Regions from separate parts of the Sus scrofa genome. Here regions 1 and 3 are each linked to region 2. A link is a contact called in public HiChIP or PLAC-seq data. All regions are on one chromosome and are shown on one strand. The core of a region is the stretch at or near the end of the contact, and the rest is flanking DNA. Distances in the headings are between cores, read along the strand shown. Region 1 overlaps SLC41A1 (solute carrier family 41 member 1). Region 2 overlaps SLC26A9 (solute carrier family 26 member 9). Region 3 has its middle 36 kb from the start of RAB7B.

Region 1 (4,195 bases), core at 932-3,431, 84 kb after region 2:
CCCTGAACCAATCACTGCAGCGGTAGAGATGTGCTGCTCTGATTGGGTGGCCCCAGGCTTCACCATCCTCCCGGAGCAATGTCACCACAGTGACTGGAGTTCGGGAGAGGTGGTTCCCTGAGGAAAAGCGCAGCACTGTCACCAGAAGGGGAAATAAATACTGAGCAGGCAAAACAGCAGGTGGCTCCTCTAGACAAATAGGGGGGTGGGTGAAGGAGGCGTCTGCCTGGCCCAGCACCACCAGCTTGCTTGGGGCACTGTGCCAGTGTGAATGTCAGGGGCATCAGCTGGCTGTGGCCGGGAGACAAGGACTGGAAGCAGGGGACTCCCAGGAGCCACCTTGCTGTCCACAACCAGACGGGCCTGCGCCTGTCATCCTGGGACTGCAATAGAACCCTTCAGTGCTCTTTGTGTCATCTTGTCTTTGTGTCCATGTAGCGTGGGAGGCCTCATCCTGGACAAGACTGTCTCAGACCCCAACTTTGCAGGGATGGCTGTCTTCACGCCTGTGATTAATGGTGAGGTCTTGGCATCAGCTGCTGGGGGAAAGAAGAGGATGGGATCAGAGGGTCAGAGGGGGCCTCTGTGTCAGTCCAAGTTCTAGGAGGCAAGGAAGTCCCGCTCAGACAGTTCAAACTTTAATGAAGGAGTTCCCTTCATGGCTCAGTGGTCTGTGAACCTGACTAGGATCCATGGGGATATGGGTTCGATCCCTGGCCTCACTCAGTGGGTTAAGGATCCGACATTGCCATGAACTATGATATGGTCACAGACGTGGCTCAGATCTGGTGTTGCTGTGGCTGTGGTATAGGCCAGTGGCTACAGCTCCAATACACCCCTAGCCTGGGAATCTCCATATGCTGCAGGTGCAGCCCTAAAATAGAAAAAAAAAAAAAAAAAAAAAAAAAAAAAAAAAAAACTTGAAGAAGGCTTCCCACAGAGGTGGGAGCAGGGTAGAAGGACCCAGAGGTTCCTCGAGGGTCAAGGGGAGGAGGTGGTGTTTTGGGAGCTCAGAGAGAATGCTCCTCTGCCCCCCCCCAGGGGTTAACCTCTGCCAAAAAGCAGGGAGGGGTCAGGAAAGAAATGCCTGACCTCCCTCTCCTCCCACCCTCTCTGACTGTCTACTGGTTCCTCCCGATGAAGAGACCCAGTTAGAAGCAGCCAGCAGGGAGGCTGGTGATGCAGTCTGTAGAAGTTGGCTTCCCAGGGCTCAGAGAAGGCTGAGAAGGGCAGGGATAGGTTGGGATAAAGGGCAGAGTCATTAGCACAGTTCCTAGAAGAGGTACCAGAGTTCGGAGCTCCACCCTGAAACTGTTTGCTAGAACCCACACATGAGCATTGGGTATCTGGGTCCTTTGGAGAAAGGCTGAGGCAGACGGGCCCCGTGCCTTTGGCTGTGTGGCACAGCAGGTGCACACGCTGTACTGGTGGGTAAGTCAGGCTCCCTGAGTCCGCCTGTGTCCTACAATCAACCACACCGGTCAGTCCCAGTACATGGGACTGTCACATCTCCGTAGCAGGAAGATGGGAGGAGCCTGGAAGGAGGGGTGCCTTTGTCTTCCTCCTTAGTGTCTCCCGGGGCTGGTGAATGGCCATCCCCACCCCCGCCATGTCTCAGGTCTTACATGTCTCTGCAGGTGTTGGGGGCAATCTGGTGGCCGTGCAGGCCAGCCGCATCTCCACGTTCCTCCACATGAATGGGATGCCGGGGGAGAACTCTGAGCAAGTCCCTCGCCGCTGCCCCAGTCCTTGTACCACCTTCTTCAGTCCCGGTAATGCCAGAGGTCCTGCCCACTTGAGCTTCACGCTATCACTTTTGCAACAGCCGGAGCCCAGAGCTGTAGGCTCTTTTTTTCTGTTGGGCTCTAGATCCCAGCTGTCTTGGAGGGCAAAGCCCAGGCAGGAAGGGGCTGGGCACCACGGGATAGAGCTGTAGAGACAGTCCCCTGTCTGTGGCCCCAGAGTGTAGCGAGGTACCACCTGGCTGGGAAAGGCTCTCCTCCTCCCCTCCTCCTCCTCACACTGTCTCTCTCCTGGTCCCAGATGTGAATTCCCGCTCGGCCCGCGTCCTCTTTCTCCTCGTGGTTCCGGGACACCTAGTGTTTCTCTACACCATCAGCTGTATGCAGGGCGGGCACACCACCCTCACACTCATCTTCATCATCTTCTACATGACAGCTGCACTGCTCCAGGTACGGGCTGGTGGGGCATGGCGAGGGGCCAAGGCTGCCCTGCAGGGATGGAAGGGGACATTCAGGCTTGTCCTATCAGACATTCTGCCCCCTCTTTCTCTGTGACTGTGTGGCCAGTAAACACTGGGCAGGTTATAGTTCCAGCAAAGTCACTAATACACTGTGTGACTTTGGCGCCGTTGTTTCACTCCTCTGAGCCTCAGTGATCCATTTGTAAGTTGAGAGGAATGAACCGAGGGTGGGAGATTTCAGGCAGGTATGTAGCCTGGCCACACAGCTCCATGTGGCTCTGTTTATGTGCGGGCATTTCTTGGGAGATTTCATTTGAATAAAGGGTTTCACAGGAATTTCCTCGTGGCTCAGAGGCTAAGAATGCAGCACTGGTTGTCACTGCCGTGTCTTTGGTTACAGCTATGGCATGGGTTCAGTCTCTGGCTCGGGAGCTTCCACATGCCAAGAGTACAGCCAAAAAAAGTTTTCACAGCTTGGAAAAGTATCAGAACTACTGCCTTGCCATTCTATAATTCTAAGACACCTTCTCCCTGGTTTTCTACTATATTTTTTTCAATTTTTATTTTGAAATAATTACATGTTCACAAGAAGTTGCCCCCCACAATGTACAGAGAGATCGCATGTACTCTTCACCCAGTTTCCAACATCTTGCATAATTATAGCACAACATCAAAACCAAAAAATTGGAATTCCCTTTGTGGTGCAGTGAGTTGAGAATCCGACTGAAGCAGCTTGGGTCGATTCAGAGGCATGGGTTTGATCCCCAGCCCAGTGCGGGTTAAAGGATCCTGCATTGCTGCAGCTGTGGCATAGGTCACAACTACAGCTCAGATTCTATCCCTGGCTAGGGAACTTCCTTATGCCACAGGTGCAACCATAAAACAAACAAACAACAACAACAAAAGACAGGAAATCCACATTGGTACAATGCACAGATTGCACTTTTTTTTTTTTTTTTTTTTTTGTCTTTTTAGGGTTGCACCAGCAGCATGTGGAGGTTCCCAGGCTAGGCGTCGAATCGGAGCTGTAGCTGCCAGCCACAGCCACAGCCACAGCCACTCCAGATCCGAGCCACATCTGCAGCCTATACCCACAGCTCACGGCAACACCAGATCATTAACCCACTGAGCAAGTCCAGGGATTGAACCCGTGTCCTCATGGATGCTAGTCAGATTGTTTCCTCTGAGCCAGGACAGGAACTCCCAGATTGCACCAATTTTACATGCACTCCTGTGTATGCAGGCGTGTATAGTTCTGTGCAAGTCTATCAAATGTACATTCCTGAAACCATCACCACCATCAAGATAAACCATGGTTCCATCACCACAAGGCTCCTTCATACAACCCATTTATAGCCAGACTCACCCTCAGAATCACATTTTAGATGTCTGGATTTGTTTTTTGAATAGGTAATAAGAGTCACATAGTTCAAAAAATTTTTAAGGTTCATAGTGAAACTCAGCGAAAAGTCTTCTCTTCCCAGCCATCCCCACTTCTCTTCCTCACAGGCCACTGGTGTTATGTTTGTTTTCTTTCTTCCTTTCTTTCCTTCTTTCTTTTTCCGAGGTATAGTTGATTTACAATGTTATGTTAGGTTCTGGTGTACAGCAAAGTGATTCATATATATATGTGTGTGTGTGTATATATATATATGATTCCAGGTTATTACAAGATATTCAGTAGAGTTCTGTGCTATATAGTAGGACCCTGTTGTTTATCTAGATCTATTTCTTTTTCTTTTTCTTTTTTTTTTTTTGCGGTGGAGGGGGGTGCGCACCTGTGGCATATGAAAGTTCCCAGGCTAGGGGTCGGATCAGAGCTACAGCCGCCGGCCTACGCCACAGCCACAGCAACGTCAGATCCCAGCCACATCTGCGACCTACACCACAGCTCACAGCAACGCCAGATCCTTGACCCACTCAGCAAGGATGGGGGTCCAACCCACATCCTCATGGATCCTAGTCGGGTTTGTTAACTGCTGCTGAGCCACG
Region 2 (4,202 bases), core at 943-3,442:
CGCCAAACAGGCAGCTCACTGAACACCTTGAGTAAATGTATCCATCTGATGTCTTCTCAGCAGCCATTTCCAATGGCAAGGAGTCAGCAAACCTCAGAGCTGGGCCATAGAGAGGCAGCTCAGGGAAACCAGCCGGTCCAGAGGGCACACAGGCTGATGTTGTCATCATCAGCCAGGTGCACAGAGGCTCCATCCCCAGCTGTGGGCTCAGCTGGCTTCCCTAGCCTGGACCTGGGGTCCATTCAGGGAAAGCCCTGGCCTCTCCGGGCCTCAGTCTTCCTCTGCATGATCTGCCTGAAGCCACACATTCACGGGAGAGATGGAGTCTGGGACTCTCAGCTACAGAAAGAAAAGATCTGGCCCCATACGAAGGGGCCTCGGGGACTTTAAGTGGCTGCCTGGTTGGCAAAGCCCCATGTCCTCCCCGCTTTCCAGAGGAGCAATCCGCCAACACTCCAGGGAGAAGTGGTGTGCTTTGCTGCTATTTTTATCTTTGGCTGCCAGGGCTCTCAGGGCTGCTTATTTGTTTGGCTTCCCCTCTGAAGTGCATTTTGTGAATTACTTTTGAGATCCACTCAGAACATTCTTTTCCTTTTGTCTCCCTACCCCACCCCCCTCCCCACCCCCCAGCTGAGCTCCACTTACAGGAAGATTGGTGTGCAGGTCTTCTTGGTGAACATTCATGGTAAGAGAAGGCGGATGGTTAGGAGACCAGGAGGCTGGTGAGGGAGTAGGGTAGGAACAGGTGGGGGGGGATGCTGAATAGCCAGGGGGGTGGAAATGAGAACACCCAAACGTTCTCCCAAACTACTGCCTGCTTGTAAGAGCTTCAGGCACGAGTCAGAAGGGACCACAGCTAGAGTATATAAACATCCTAGGGGTCTCAAAAACAGAGTGGGGATTGTGGAGTTAAGGACAATGATGGCGCTCCCGTGGTGGCTCAGTGGTTAGCAAACTCGACTAGCATCCATGAAGACATGGGTTCGATCTCTGGCTTTGCTCAGTGGATTAAGGATCTGTCATGAGCTGCATGTAGGTGGCAGATGCAGCTTGGATCTGGAGTTGATGTGGCTATGGCTGTGGCATAGACCAGTGGCTTCAGCTCCGATTGGACCCCTAGCCTGGGAACCTCCATATGCCATGAGTGTGGCCCTAAAAAGACAAAAAATATCAAAAAAAAAGAAAGAAAGGGAGTTCCCGTCATGGCTCAGTGGTTAACGAATCCGACTAGGAACCATGAGCTTGCAGGTTCGATCCCTGGCCTTGCTTAGTGTGTTAAGGATCCAGCGTTGCCATGAGCTGTGGTGTAGGTTGCAGACGCGGCTCAGATCTGGCGTTGTTGTGGCTGTGGTGTAGGCTGGCGGCTACAGCTCTGATTCGCCCCCTAGCCTGGGAACCTCCATATGCCGTAGGAGCAGCCCTAGAAAAGGCAAAAAGACAAAAAGACAAAAAAAAAAAAAAAGGACAGCTAGGGGAGTTCCCTGGTGGCTCAGTGGGTTAAGGATCCAGTGTTGTCACTGCTGTGGTATAGCTTCCATCCCTGGCCTGGGAATTTCCACATGTCACGGGTATGGCAACTAGGATTCTAATTTGCCCCACCAGTAACTTGCCACATATCTCCTTGGTCAGGTCACTTCATCTATCTAGGGATCAGTTGCCACCTTCATAAAATGAGGGGGTGGACCAGATGAATTTGGGTATCTTCTCTACAGTATAGTTAGATATACCATAACTATCTGGGGAAGATTCAGACACACAATTTTATAGGCACACAGCCTCCAAGGGGCACACATACACAGCCTCAAGGACATGCCAAGTGGCAGTGGACCTTCGCCTTGTTAGCATGTATACAGAGTGCAGGGATGTGGACACACAGCAGGTGCACACAGACACACAAGGGAATGGGAAGGGGCCCACACACACCCTGATTCCCTCTGAGGTCAGCGACTGCCAGCAGGCCTAGGCAGCTGCAGCTCCGCTCAGGGTGAGCGTCTGTACCGGCAGTGACCTGCTCTGTGTGTGCTCTGGAGTTAGAGCAGAGGCTCTCCCCCCCACCCCTCACTGGACACCACCCCCCAGATCGTTTAGCCTTTCCCTCTGGAATCACCGCAAACTACCAACTCCCTGAATCCAATTGCTTCCTTCTGCCCTGGGTTGAATGTTCAGCATCCTCGAGCTCGAGTTGCCCCCTGCTGTCCAGAACTGATACTGCAAAGCCTGCTCTCCCCTTCCCTCTCACCATCTTCCCCTGCCCCCAGCTCCAGTCCACAACGGGGTTACCTTTTGAAGGTGCTCTTTCCCTCTTTCCAGCCCAGGTGTACAATGACATTAGCCACGGAGGCGTCTTTGAAGATGGGTGTCTAGAGCGCGATCACGTCTTTCCCAGCATACACGATGCTGTCCTCTTTGCCCAGGCAAAGGCCCAGGAAGTGGCCCCAGGACATGCTTTCCGAGGGGTAAGATGTCTGTGCTTAGAGAACCCTGGGCCCCAGGGCACTGAAATAGCAGGACGGTTTGGGTTCCAACACCAATTCTGTCGTTTAACTTTTCTGGGAGTTCCCGTCAATCCTCAACTACGATCCATGAGGATGCGGGTTTGATCCCCGGCCTTGCTCAGTGGGTGAAGGATCCGGTGTTGCTATGAGCTGTGGTGTATGTCGCAGACACAGCTCAGATCCTGCCTTGCTGGGGCTGTGGCATAGGCTGGCAGCAGCACCTCTGATTGGACCTGGGAGCTTCCAAATGCCAAAGGTGCAGACCAAAAAAGCGAAAAGATAAATGTTTCTGAAGCTGTTTTCTTATCTGTGGAATGGCTACCCCAAGGTAATATTACCTAACTCACAGGATTTTTCTTTTATTTTGACTTTAGGATCATCTGATCATATTTTTTATGTCCCTTTCAAGAGTTTTGTATTATAAAATTCTTTACCAACATTAATTTCCAGATCACACAAACACCCAAAGCGTAGTAGGTTATGCCCAGAATTCTGGCACAGCCGACCCTCTCCTGCTCCTTCCCTCTTTCTAGAAGAAGCCTTGGAGAAGGGAGGGGAGTAAGCCTGCCCGTTTTAATTTAGCAGAGCTTAGAGATTTCAGACTGGTGATGGATGAAGAGTATGGCTCAGGGTTTTGTCTCAGCTTCTTGACATTTAATTTCCTAGCTCAGTAAGCGGTATGCAAATGAGCTACAAATAACACTGTCTACAAATAACACTCCAGAAAGCCCGGGAGGTAGAAAAATCCCATCCTGCTGGAGTCCTTGCCCAGGCCTCCCCAGCCAACCCCACCTCCAAGATTGCCCTCCCAGCTCATGCTGCCCTTGACCTCCCAAGACTCTGTGCTGTGCCCATGATAAAAAAATAAAATAACAAAAAACAATAACGAAAAAACAAAAAAACTCTTCTGCCCTCTGTGGGTCCTCAGAAAGTCTTTTCTGGCCCCAGGGCAACCACTTGCTCTTTGCTTTAAGAGACTGATAAAGGTGAAGCCATCTGTTCTAAGTGCTGAAAGCCTGCCCAAGGAAACACGGGGCCTGGCGCCAGCCCATGGCACACAGAGAGAAACTGTGTGAGAGCAAAGGCCTTTCTGGCCACATGCACCTCGTCGCCAGAGCAAAGAGGGAGATTCTGGAAGAATCCTCAGCATCCGTTATTGCACAAATAATGTCCAGTTACTACAGTGTAGATTTTTTTTTTTTTTTTTTTGCTTTTTAGGGCCACACTTGTGGCATATGGAGGCTCTCAGGCTAGGGGTCTAATTGGAGCTGTTGCCGCCAATCTACGCCAGAGCCACAGCAATGCCGGATCCTTAACCCACTGAGCAAGGCCGGGATTGAACCCCCATCCTCATAGATCTTAGTTGGGTTCGTTAACACCTGAGCCACGATGGGAACTCCGCTACGGTGTAGATATTCTTAAAAATTTATATTATACCCATTGTACATTTACATGTTACAGAATATATACACATATACGAATTACACACACACACACACACACACCCTTTTCAACAGTGCAGTGAAGGAGAACCAGCAAAGTGAGTTCGAGTACCCTCTTACAGATGAGGAAACAGACTTCCAGGGCGGGGAAACAGACCCCCAGGTCAGGCAGCTAGCCAGTCCTCCCCATAAGCTAGGTAACCCTCCCTGCCTCTGAGAGCCCCACTGCAGAGGCCGCCCCCGATGCACACCTGTCTGCTGTGAG
Region 3 (4,140 bases), core at 28-2,527, 67 kb before region 2:
CACGACGGGAACTCTGTGTGCCATATTTTAGATTTCACATATAAGTGATATGGTATGGCATTTGTTTTTCTCTTTCTGACTTACTTCACTTAGTATGAGACTCTCCATTTGCATCCATGTTGTTGCAAATGGCATCATTTCCATCTTGTTGTGGCTGAGTAGTATTCCATGGTATATATGTACCACATCTTCATTCATTCATCTGTCAATGGACATTTAGGTTGTTTCCACGTCTTGGCTAATGCAAATAGTGCTGTGATGAACACATGGGTGCAAGTGACTTTTTGAACCATAGTTCTGTCTGGATATATGCCCAGGAGTGGGATTTCTAGGTCATCTGGTGGTCCTATATTTAGTTTTCTGAGGACCCTCCATACTGTTTTCCAGAGTGGTTGTACCAATTTGCATTCCCACCAACAGTGGCAGGACTTGTTGTGACTCATCATTTTAATACCAGCCCTCAGCATAGAAATGGATGCATAGTAGATGATAAATAAATACTGCAGAATATAATAGAACACAGCACAGCTCTTTTTAAAAAAAGCAATGAAAAGTTCTATGTAATCACATGGAACAGATATCTGAGATGTACTGCTGTGTGAAAAGGCAATGGCAGAATCATGGATAAAATATGCTAACTCTTCTATAACAAGAGGCTTAAATAAGACTTTAGGTTCATTTTTACTTATACACTGTACATAAAGAAAACTCTAGAAGGATGCAGAAGAAATGGATAAAAGTGGTTACCTTTCAAAAGGGGGACTGGGCAAGTGGTGTCAGGAGTGGGAGCAAGAATTTTTTTTTTTTTGTATAATTTTACACCTCGAATTTTGAAGTCTTTGAATGTATTACACAGTCAATCATTTAAAAGAAGGAACATGAATCTTGGTGGAAGAAAGAACAAACAGGGAGAAAAGCAAAGCTCCAACCAGAAACTAGCTGCATCCAGTTAGTCACGCCCTGTGGTCTTGAATCCAAGACTGACAAACTTGGATTCTGCTCCCAGACGGTAAACATCAGAGAAATCCCCCAAGCCCAGATGCTCTGGCCAAGACTCCAAGGCTCCTGGGGTGTGGGGAGATCCCTTCAAGTATAGGTTCTGCTTTGTCCTATAGGAGGATCCTGTCTCTAGGGATGCTAGCTAATAACTGAGCAAATATTTCCAACCTCAGAAGCTCAACTCTGGAGTTAACTGGCAAGTCTGTGCACTGCTCTGTGAATTACCATGTGAATGACTACACTTAAGGGTAGGAATTTCCTAAGGTTGATCTCAGGGTTTACCCGTTTGTCAACACCCTGGACCTCCTTTCCCAATACTGACCTCTGAAAAGACACTGCCCTAGCTTATAAGCTCCAAAGTAAACTTATAGAACAAGTCTGTGGCTATATTGCATACACAGGCCCTTTGACCCTGCAATCCCACCCTTGCACTTATGCAATGTTTACAGGTGCACCAGAGAATGTGATCAAGAAATTTCTCCCACAGCCAACATAACACTAAATGGTGAAAAGCTGAAAGCCTTCTTGTTAAATTCTGGAGCAAGCAAGGTTGCCCACTTTCACCACTAGTATTCAACATAGTATTGGAAGTCCTAGTCACAGCAATCAGACAAGAAAAAGAAATAAAAGGTATCCAAATCAGATGGGAAAAGGTAAAACTGTCACTATACGTAGATGACATGGTAATCTCCATAGAAAACCCTAAAGGCTTCACACAAAAACTATTAGGGAGTTCCCGTCATGGCGTAGCAGAACCAAACCCAACTAGGAACCATGAGGTTGCGGGTTCGATCCCTGGCCTCACTCAGCGGGTTAAGGATCTGGTATTGCCATGAGCTGTGGTGTAGGTCGCAGACACAGCTCAGATATGGTATTGCTGTGGCTCCGGTATAGGCTGGCAGCTGTAGCTCCAATTCGACCCCTAGCCTGGGAACCTCCATATGCTGCAGTTGCGGCCCTGAAAAGACAAAAGACCAAAAAAAAAAAAAAAAAAAAAAAAAACTATTATAACTGAAAAATGAATTCAGCAAGGTAGCAGGATACAAGATTAATACACAGAAATCTGTCTATTTCTTTATACTAACTATAAAATATCAGAAAGAGAAAGTTAAAAAAAATCCCCTTTAAAATTTCATTAAAAAAAAAAAAACAAACTAGGAATAAGCCTAACTGAGGAGGTGAAAGACTTATACACTGAGAACTATAAAACACTGATAAAGGAAATCAAAGCAGATTCAAGGAAATGGAAAGACATTCCATGTTCTTGCATTCAAAGAATTAATATTGTTAAGGTGGCCGTACTACCCATTGTGGTAGATCGCTTATCTACGGAGTCAATGCGATTCCTATTAAATTATTGTTTTTTTTACAGCACTAGAACAAATAAACCTAAAATTCATATGGAACCACACAAGACCCAGAATTGCAAAAGCAGTCCTGAGGAAAAAGAACAAAGCTGGAAGCATAATTGTTCCAGATTTCAGACATTATGACAAAGCAACAGTAATCAAAACAGCATGGTATTGGCACAAAACCAACATATAGATTACTGGAACAGAATAAAGAACCCAGAAATACACACATTTATGGTCAATGAATCATCCACAAAGGAGGTAAGAATATAGAGAGGAGAAAAGACACTATCTTCAGCAAGTGGTAACGGGAAAGCTGGACAGCTGCATGTAAATCGATGATGTTTGAACACTTTTTCACACTGCACACAAAAGTAAACTTGAAATGGCTTAAAGACTTAAATATAAGACATGACACCCTAAAACTCCTGGGAGAGAACATAGGCAAACATACTCTGATGTAAATTGTAGCAATGTTTTCTCAGTCAGTCTCCCAAGGCAAAAGAAATAAAAGCAAAAATAAAGAAATGGAACCTGATCAAACTTATAAGCTTTTGCACAGCAAAGAAAACCATAAACAAAATGGAAAGACAACCTATAGAATGGGAGAAAATATGTGCAAAAGATGCAACCAACAAGAGCTTAATATCCTAAATATACGAACAGTTCATACAGCTCAATATAAAAAAAAAACCTAATAAAAAAATGGACAGAAGACCTAAATAGATATTTCTCCAGAGAAGACATACAGGTGGCCAATAGGCATATGAAAATATGCTCATCACTAATTATTAAAGAAATGCAAATCAAAACTACAATGAAGGAGTTCCCGTCATGGCTCAGTGGTTAATGAATCCGACTAGGAAACATGAGGCTGCAGGTTCGATCCCTGGCCTCACTCAGTGGGTTAAGGATCCAGCGTTGCCATGAGCTGTGGTGTAGGTTGCAAACACAGCTCGGATCCCGAGTTACCGTGAGCTGTGGTGTAGGCCAGCAGCTACAGGTTTGATTTGACCTCTAGCCTGGGAACCTCCATATGCCACAGGTGCAGCCCTAAAAAGCAAAAAAAGAAAAAACCTCAAAAAACAAAAAACTACAGTGAAGTATCGTCTCATACAAGTCAGAATGGCCATGACAAAAAGACTACAAATAATAAATGCTGGAGAGGGTGTGGAGAAAAGAACCCTCCTATACTGTTGGTGGGAATGTAAATTTGTGCAGCCACTATGGAGTGTTCTCCATAGTATGGAGGGTCCTTAAAAAACAAAAAGTAGCATTACCATATGATCCAGCAATTCTGCTCCTGAGTGCATATCCAGAAAAATAAAAAATTTGAATTCAAAAAAATATATGCACCCCAGTGTTCATAGCAGTACTATTTATAATAGCCAAGACATAGAAGCAACCTAAGAGTCCATCAACAGATGAGACCAAAACTTCTCATCTCATCGCAGAAGAAATTGAGAAAGTCAAGTGAGGGTTTATTTAAGTGAAAAATACACTCCCAGAAGTGAGCAGCTGTCCTGCTTTCTTTGGCAAGCTGGTTACGATGAGCATACAAATGAATAGGTGGAATAGTCATTGGGAAGAAAGTGTTTGGGGGTCATATTCTCTGATTTTCATTCCACTCCACCTTCCTAAAGGGAGGAGGGATTTTTGTCCTTATTTAGCCTTGATCAGAAGTATGATGGGAACTTCTTATCTGCAAGGCTAATTTTATTGTGATGAGGGCATAATGAGCAACAGGTTACATTTGGACATGGGAGATTCCCGCCTTTTCCACCTTTCT

The links. HiChIP or PLAC-seq counts read pairs in DNA pulled down with a chosen protein or histone mark.
Region 1: a contact with region 2 is called in an H3K27ac HiChIP or PLAC-seq map of skeletal muscle. The contact joins two enhancer-like sites. A contact is called at or near these places in 6 of 47 Hi-C or Micro-C datasets (embryonic fibroblasts, epiblast stem cells, heart right ventricle and 1 more) and 2 of 2 datasets of contacts at active chromatin or transcription factors (alveolar macrophages and skeletal muscle).
Region 3: an H3K27ac HiChIP or PLAC-seq map of alveolar macrophages shows a contact between it and region 2, with 10 times the contacts expected there. The contact joins two enhancer-like sites. A contact is called at or near these places in 1 of 5 promoter capture datasets (liver), 28 of 47 Hi-C or Micro-C datasets (adipose tissue, alveolar macrophages, brain and 15 more) and 2 of 2 datasets of contacts at active chromatin or transcription factors (alveolar macrophages and skeletal muscle).

What each region holds. Positions count from the first base shown.
Region 1 is chr9:66,478,042-66,482,236 of Sscrofa11.1, reverse strand. It overlaps SLC41A1 (solute carrier family 41 member 1), which reads left to right. Exons shown (of 10, transcript NM_001243667.1): 7 at 439-518; 8 at 1,638-1,772; 9 at 2,044-2,192. Among named protein-coding and RNA genes, the nearest start is that of SLC41A1, 17 kb to the left of the region's middle. Within about 2 kb of position 2,181, at least 4 of the 83 cell types and tissues checked have an H3K27ac peak or open chromatin away from gene starts, as enhancers often do. A contact at or near this core is called in skeletal muscle, where this site is marked.
Region 2 is chr9:66,562,066-66,566,267 of Sscrofa11.1, reverse strand. It overlaps SLC26A9 (solute carrier family 26 member 9), which reads left to right. Exons shown (of 21, transcript XM_021063285.1): 18 at 631-685; 19 at 2,311-2,456. Among named protein-coding and RNA genes, the nearest start is that of PM20D1, 14 kb to the right of the region's middle. Within about 2 kb of position 2,192, at least 11 of the 83 cell types and tissues checked have an H3K27ac peak or open chromatin away from gene starts, as enhancers often do. A contact at or near this core is called in alveolar macrophages and skeletal muscle, where this site is marked.
Region 3 is chr9:66,627,923-66,632,062 of Sscrofa11.1, reverse strand. No RefSeq gene overlaps it. Among named protein-coding and RNA genes, the nearest start is that of RAB7B, 36 kb to the left of the region's middle. Within about 2 kb of position 1,277, at least 1 of the 83 cell types and tissues checked has an H3K27ac peak or open chromatin away from gene starts, as enhancers often do. A contact at or near this core is called in alveolar macrophages, where this site is marked.